Regions from separate parts of the Mus musculus genome. Here region 2 is linked to region 1. Evidence: chromatin contacts called from public Micro-C data. All regions are on one chromosome and are shown on one strand. The core of a region is the stretch at or near the end of the contact, and the rest is flanking DNA. Distances in the headings are between cores, read along the strand shown.

What was found. Hi-C and Micro-C count contacts between places; a contact is called where the count stands out from the background.
Region 2: a contact with region 1 is called in a Micro-C map of embryonic stem cells, with 5 times the contacts expected there. The contact joins the promoter of Zbtb43 here to the promoter of Ralgps1 in region 1. A contact is called at or near these places in 8 of 39 promoter capture datasets (cranial neural crest, erythroid cells, frontonasal cranial neural crest and 5 more), 9 of 484 Hi-C or Micro-C datasets (CD4 T cells, CD8 T cells, LSK cells and 5 more), 5 of 115 datasets of contacts at active chromatin or transcription factors (effector CD8 T cells, embryonic stem cells and memory CD8 T cells) and 3 of 9 other capture datasets (adipose tissue, liver and pancreatic islet).

Annotation. Positions count from the first base shown.
Region 1 is chr2:33,369,900-33,373,013 of GRCm38.p6, reverse strand. It overlaps Ralgps1 (Ral GEF with PH domain and SH3 binding motif 1), which reads left to right and starts at 1,520. Exons shown (of 20, transcript NM_175211.5): 1 at 1,520-1,744.
Region 2 is chr2:33,466,942-33,470,055 of GRCm38.p6, reverse strand. It overlaps Zbtb43 (zinc finger and BTB domain containing 43), which reads left to right and starts at 1,524. Exons shown (of 3, transcript NM_001025594.1): 1 at 1,524-1,623.

The sequences.
Region 1 (3,114 bases), core at 271-2,770:
TCTCCATCTTATCCCCATGAGATAGGGTCTCTCACTGAATCTGCTAGCCAGCAAGTCACAGCAAGTCTCCAGTTTCCATCCCCCAAATCCTAAGCATTAGGGTTACCTCTACAAGCACGTCCATTTTCTTTCTTTCTTTCTTTTTCTTTTTCTTTTTTTTTTTTTTTTTTTGGTTTTTCGAGACAGGGTTTCTCTGTGTAGCCCTGGCTATCCTGGAACTCACTTTGTAGACCAGGCTGGCCTCGAACTCAGAAATCCGCCTGCCTCTGTCTCCCAAGTGCTGGGATTAAAGGCGAGCGCCACCACCGCCTGGCTACGTCCATTTTCTTATGCGTGTCCTGAGCACTCCACTTTACGCTAGACCATCACTCCTAACTTTATAGCCATCTACCCAAGCTTCCTCAAGCTTGCGCTCAGCTCTCAGCCTCTCTGGATTCCAAATTTTCTAAAAGAATCCTCACACCATGCATCTCTTGTTTTATCTAAGGGAAACAGTTTAAGACTATCCTTCGGGCATCACTGTGTTCTTCATGCAAAATAGCAGACGTTTGCCTCAGAGATCCCCTATTCCCTCACCTCACTCTTAAAGTGGTTTAATTTCTGCTGATTCTCTTGTTTTCCTCTCCCTCTTCTTTTAAATAGTGCAGTATCTAAATCTTTCCATAAGCGACGCCATAGCAGCAAAAATTACGTTATCAAAATGATCTTGTCTACAAGTCCAAAGAGCATCCTACCCTCCTTTCTCTTGTAGGCGTAACAGAATTTTGCTGTGGTTCTGACTTTAGGGATTCACAGCCACCCACTGGCTTCCACGGTCTTTGTAACTTAGTATCTCTGCCTTTAAGCCAGATGATTTAAGCTCTACTCACTGCGTTTGCCTGGCCCAGCCATAAAAGGGTCTGGGTGCAGGGAGACAGCTTCCAGGCCCATTCTCCCTGCTTTGAACGCTATGGTCTTGGGCAAGACCCTCTTCAGGCCTAACTTTTACCTGTTGTGAAAACCATGGGTCAGTCTCAAGGACCTCGAAGTGTGTTATTGGATTGACTGTGATTGTCAATTTGACAGATTTAGAATCACATAAAGAAACCTAGGGATAGGTTTGTGAAGAATGGGACTAAGGTGATGATGTCTTGCTCACAAAGCCTTTTTTTTTTTTTTTTTTTTTTTTTTTTTTTTTGATGTTGTTGTTGAAAACGATAAACTCTAGGTAGGAATTTAAGAAGGACACTGGGTGAGGCCTGGAAGGATGTTTGTAGACTGAGTCTATTTCTAGGCAGGGGGTGGGCGTGGCGGGCGGCTGAGCCCGACGAGAACAGCAGAGCATCCTTGCAAGCCTGAGCGTCTGCAAGACCGAAGCGCAGGCCGCGGCTGGTGGGGTGGGGGGTGGGGGGGTGGGGGGAACGGGGACCGCTGCTGCAGCGGCTGCGCACTGGTGCAACCAGCCGGTTCATTTGCGTGTCTCCGCCCCTACGGCAAGCTGGTTGGAGAACCCTGGTATGGTGCCGCGCGCCGATTGGCTGAGCCGGCCGCCGCTCAGGCCCAGGAGTGGACGGTTCCTACTGCGGCTGGGCACCGGCTGGGCTCCCGCGTCGGCCTCGCGTTTCAAGCTTGCGCCTGGCTCAACCTCAATCCGGCCCCGGTCTCGGAACGAAGGCGCCGCTGCCGCTGGGCCTCTCGCAAGACCATGAAGAAGCGGTGGCAGCCACTGCGGCCCTCGTCAAGGTGACCAGCCCGGACTACAGCGGTGAGAGGAGCGGCTGGCGGGGCGGGGCCCTGGGCGCGAGCCGCTGCAGGTGCGGGGGGCGGAGGGGGGGGGAGAATGGGGGCGGGCGGGGCGGGATCCCCGGCCGGAGGGGGTGGGGCGGGGCCTCGGCTCGAGGGTGGGACCTCGGCTTGGGGTTGGAGGGGGGGGCGGGACCATGGCCAGCTCGGGTCCCAGGGACGCGAATGACAGCGTGTGGTTGTCGGGGAGATGGCGGAGCGGGGGGGGGGGGTGGTGGTGGTGGTGGTGGTGTTGGGGGGGAAAGGGCGCAGGTGCAGGAGGCGGGTCCCGCGGCCTGATGGATTGGGGGCGGAGCCTGGGCGCGAGGCGTGGGGTCTGGAGGGAGCTCAGGTCTCTGGGACCAGAAAGGGAACCTGTGTGTAGGTTAGCGGCGGGGAAAGGGCTCAGGTGCGAGGGGCGGGGCATGGGGTGGCAATGGGAGGGGCTGCAAGGAGAGTCTAGGGAAAAGCACAGGTGCAGTGGGCGGGGCTGGGGAAACCCTGTAGGGGCGGGGGCGGGGGGAGGCAGGGGGCGGGGCTGAGGATCATTGGCAGGTCCGGAAGCAGGGCTGCAGGTGAGGACTAGCCTGAGGGTGAGTGGGACCCTTTTTGGAGAAGGAAGAAGCTGCCCTCTCCGCCGCCGTCTTGGGGCTTTGGGTTTTCTGCAGGCTCTGGAGGCATCCATGGTTGTCTCTTGGAGGGGCAGGCCAGGGCAGCCTGTGTCTTTGCTGAGTCGTACAAGGATCGCAGCTGCCCTGGTTAATAGGCCGACTGCTTTCCTGAGCCAAACCGAGCCCTAAGTGGGCACACTGCCTTTGTTGTTGTTGTTGTTGTTTTTGTTTTACTCCCCTGTTGCTGTTGAAGGAGCTTGGCTGGATTTCGGGGTGGTTAGGTTTCATTGGTTGATCAGCTGTTGGAAAATGTGTGCTCTTCAAGAGTAGTCGTTGATGCTATGCTCGGAAGGGTTCTGGATCTCATGGTAGCAGATGCTCATGCAGATCTTCACAGTGCTGGTCTCAAAAAGATAGAAAAGGCAGCGTGGTGGGGGCGAAGAGGCGGAATGAGAACTTGGCTCTTTGGAGCTGGGACAGACACCTGGGAGTTATTTTTGCCTTTTTGTGTGTTTTGTTGTTGTCAAAGTGACCATCCCTGGTGCCTAATTGTGACCTTCCAGGGCCAGAGGGGAATTCCTTGTCAAGAGGTGAGTTAAGGTCTCTTTCTTGCCGGGCAGTGGTGGCGCACACCTTTAATCCCAGTACTTGGGAGGCAGAAGCAGGCAATTTCTGATTTCGAGGCTAGCCTGGTCTACAGAGTGAGTTCCAGGACAGCCAGGGCTACACAGAGAAACCCTGT
Region 2 (3,114 bases), core at 275-2,774, 97 kb before region 1:
CGGCTTGTACGCCTGCATGCAGAAGAAGACATCATATCCCAGTATGGATGGTTGTGAGCCACCATGTGGGTTCTGGGAAATGAACTCAGGACCTCTGGAAGAACAGCCAGTGCTCTTAACCTCTGAGGCATCTCTCCGACCCCAACCCCAGCCCCAATTTTTTCTTTTTTATATGCATGTGTATTTGTATGTGTGTTCATGCAGATGTGGTTGTGCTGGTCAAAGGAAAACCCCTAGTGCCAGCCACTCCTTTTAGGCAGGTTCTCTGTTATTCTGAAACTCACTGATCCCTGCCTCCACAGCACTGGCGTTAAAATCCTGCCACCACACCTGCTATTTTTATATGGTTCTGGGAGTGAATTCAGGTCCTTAAGTTGCAATGCTTTGTAAAGGATTTACCAACTGAGCCATTCCCTTAATCCCCACGTTTTTTCCCCTAGCAAGATGTTCCGCACCTGTTCCCAGTTCTGTGCTTCAGTATTTGTTTTCTTTCGTTTTGTTTCCCCGAACTTCTAAAAAAAAATTTTTTTTTTTAATGTGTATGTGTGTTTTGCCTGCACACAAGTCTGGGTACTGTTTGCCTGCCTGGTGTCAGTGGAGGCCGGAAGAGGGAGACAGATAACCTGGAACTGGAGTTAGGGAGGCTGTGTGCCACCAGTTGGGTGCTTGAAATTGAACACAGGTCCCCTGGAAGAGAAATGAGTAGTCTTAACTATTGAGCCATTTTTCCAGCCCTCCCAGAATTTCTTTGAATAATTCTCTCGGGGAGTCCCAACCTCCTCTCTAAATACGGCTGAGTTCCAGAGCCCAACCAAGAAGTAGGCGTGCAAGCTGGGCGGTGGTGGCGCAAGCCTTTAATCCCAGTACTTGGGAGGCAGAGGCAGAGGCAGAGGCAGAGGCAGAGGCAGGCGGATTTCTGAGTTCAAGGCCAGCCTGGTCTACAAAGTGAGCTCCAGGACAGCCAGAGCTATACAGAGAAACCCTGTCTCGAAAAAACCAAAAAAAAAAAAAAAAAGAGAGAGAGAGAGAAAGAAAACAAAACAAAACAAACAAAAAAACAAAAAAGAAGTAGGCGCACACCTGGGAAACTGACCTAAGACACAAATGTGTGTCGGGTCCAGCTTGTGTATCCACCCTACACCAACTATGGGGAACACATCCTTGCAATCCTGATACTCAGCAGGTGCAGGTACGAGTGGATTTAAGTCCAACTTAAAGCCATCTTGAAATGTTATTACTTTTTTTTTTTTTTTTTTTTTTTGGTGGTGGTGGTGGTGGTGGGGTGAGCGTATAAATTGCAAGAGTCAGTCTTCCACTAAGGCTTCCAGAGCTACGAACTCGAAATTATCTCACTCTTCGAGACCATTGCGCAGACGCCAGTACCCTGCGCGTGCTCTCCTGAAGACCCGCCCCGAAAGCACGCCTGGAGCATGCGCACATCCCAGCGTCGACGACACGCCTCCGGAAGCACTGGCAATTTCGAGGGCGGGATCAGAAAGCGTATCCGAGGGACGAGAGGCTCGGGCGGAAGTTGTCCCCGCGGTGGCGGCGGAGAATAAGGCCTTGGTACGGCAACGGGGACGCTCCGGTAGGCTGGAGCTACGGGCGCGGAGCCGTCTGAAGGTACTGCGGGGCGGGGAGGCTGGGCGCTCGCGCGGGAGGTCGCGGTCGGGGTCACGAGTGGCCGCGACACGGGACACTGCTCTCCCTCCGACGGCGGTGATGCGGGACGGCGCGAGTGACTCCGAAGCCCCGGCGCCCCGGCTTAGAGTCCTGCGGCCTCCCGGGCGACCTCTTGGCCAAGGTCACCCCGCGGCAGGTGCACCGCCGCCTGGAGCTCTTGGAGAATCCGCCCCCGGGGCGACCTCCGGGTCGAGCCACCCACGCACGAACCGACGCCGCGAAGGAGAACCTCGCTGCCCTGAGTTTCGCCTCTTTGTCAGACCGTTGTCACCTGTTTTGTCCTCACCTGGCCTCTTGTCAGCTGGAGTTTATACTTTGCATCTTTGGTGGTGACAACCTTTGGACTTTGTCTTTACCTCTGTCTCCTCCCTTGCCTCAGTGTTTTTTGACTCTGCTTCTGCCCCCTCGGGCCGCCCTCTGGTTCAGGGCCCGAAAGTCACACTGACTTCTTGGTCATTTGTCTGTCTGTCTCTCTGTGTGTGTGTGTGTGTGTCTGTCTCTCTCTCTCTCTCTCTCTCTCTCTCTCTCTCTCTCTCTCTGCCAATGTTGTGTTCTTGTTCTCTCCTTCCCAACTGAGTTTGTTTAGGCAGGGCGGGCCTTGCCTGGACCTCTGAGCCATGGAAGGTGACTCATGACCCTGTAAAACTCCCCTGGCCGGGCACCATTACCAGTGGCCCGATCACAGTCTGGTCTCAGTTCTGACAAGTGTCACCAAACCTAATAAAGTGTCAGGAGCTACTGCTTTCACGGTGAAGGCCCATCTCAGGATCTAGGCAGTGGTTTGCGCAGGTCTCCACAACTCTTTGCTCTTTCCAGAAACCCTGGGTGGCCTCCAGGGCTGTTTGGAGCTGCTCTGTTTAACCAGGCCAGCATCTACAGGCTTAGGAAGGACTAGACTTCCATCTGCCTCTGAGACCCTTAACTTAGCACAGTAGCAGAGTTCTAGGAGCAGTTTACTGAAGAACTTAGAAACCTAATAGGAATCCATTCCCTGCTTGTTTCCAAAGTATTGTCTGAGACAGAGACACCATAGGGAGGAACACTGAAACTTTTGGAGTGGAGTGTATCTGGAATAGACAGGAGATGAAACATATTTTATCAAGTGCCTGAGTCAAGTAGGCTGCCTCAGTGGATACAGAGTTTTAAGAGATGGAAAGAACGTTCTAGAAATGGTTTGTGCACAACAGTGTGAATGCTACATAACTAACTCTGGTTTGCAACATTTAGTTGAATCCTTTGTAGCAATGCAAGCCAAGCCCTTCCCAGCAGCAGGTTCAGCTGATGTGGAGTTCCTTTCAATCTTGTAGCAGCAGTTTTCCCCTCCCTCCCGGCCCCTCTGGAGTCAGTGCAGAGATCTACTGAGGGGCAGCTTGAGAAACACATTACCTTTGACATGCCAAGAGCTTGTAAAACTGGAAAGATACTCCTTAT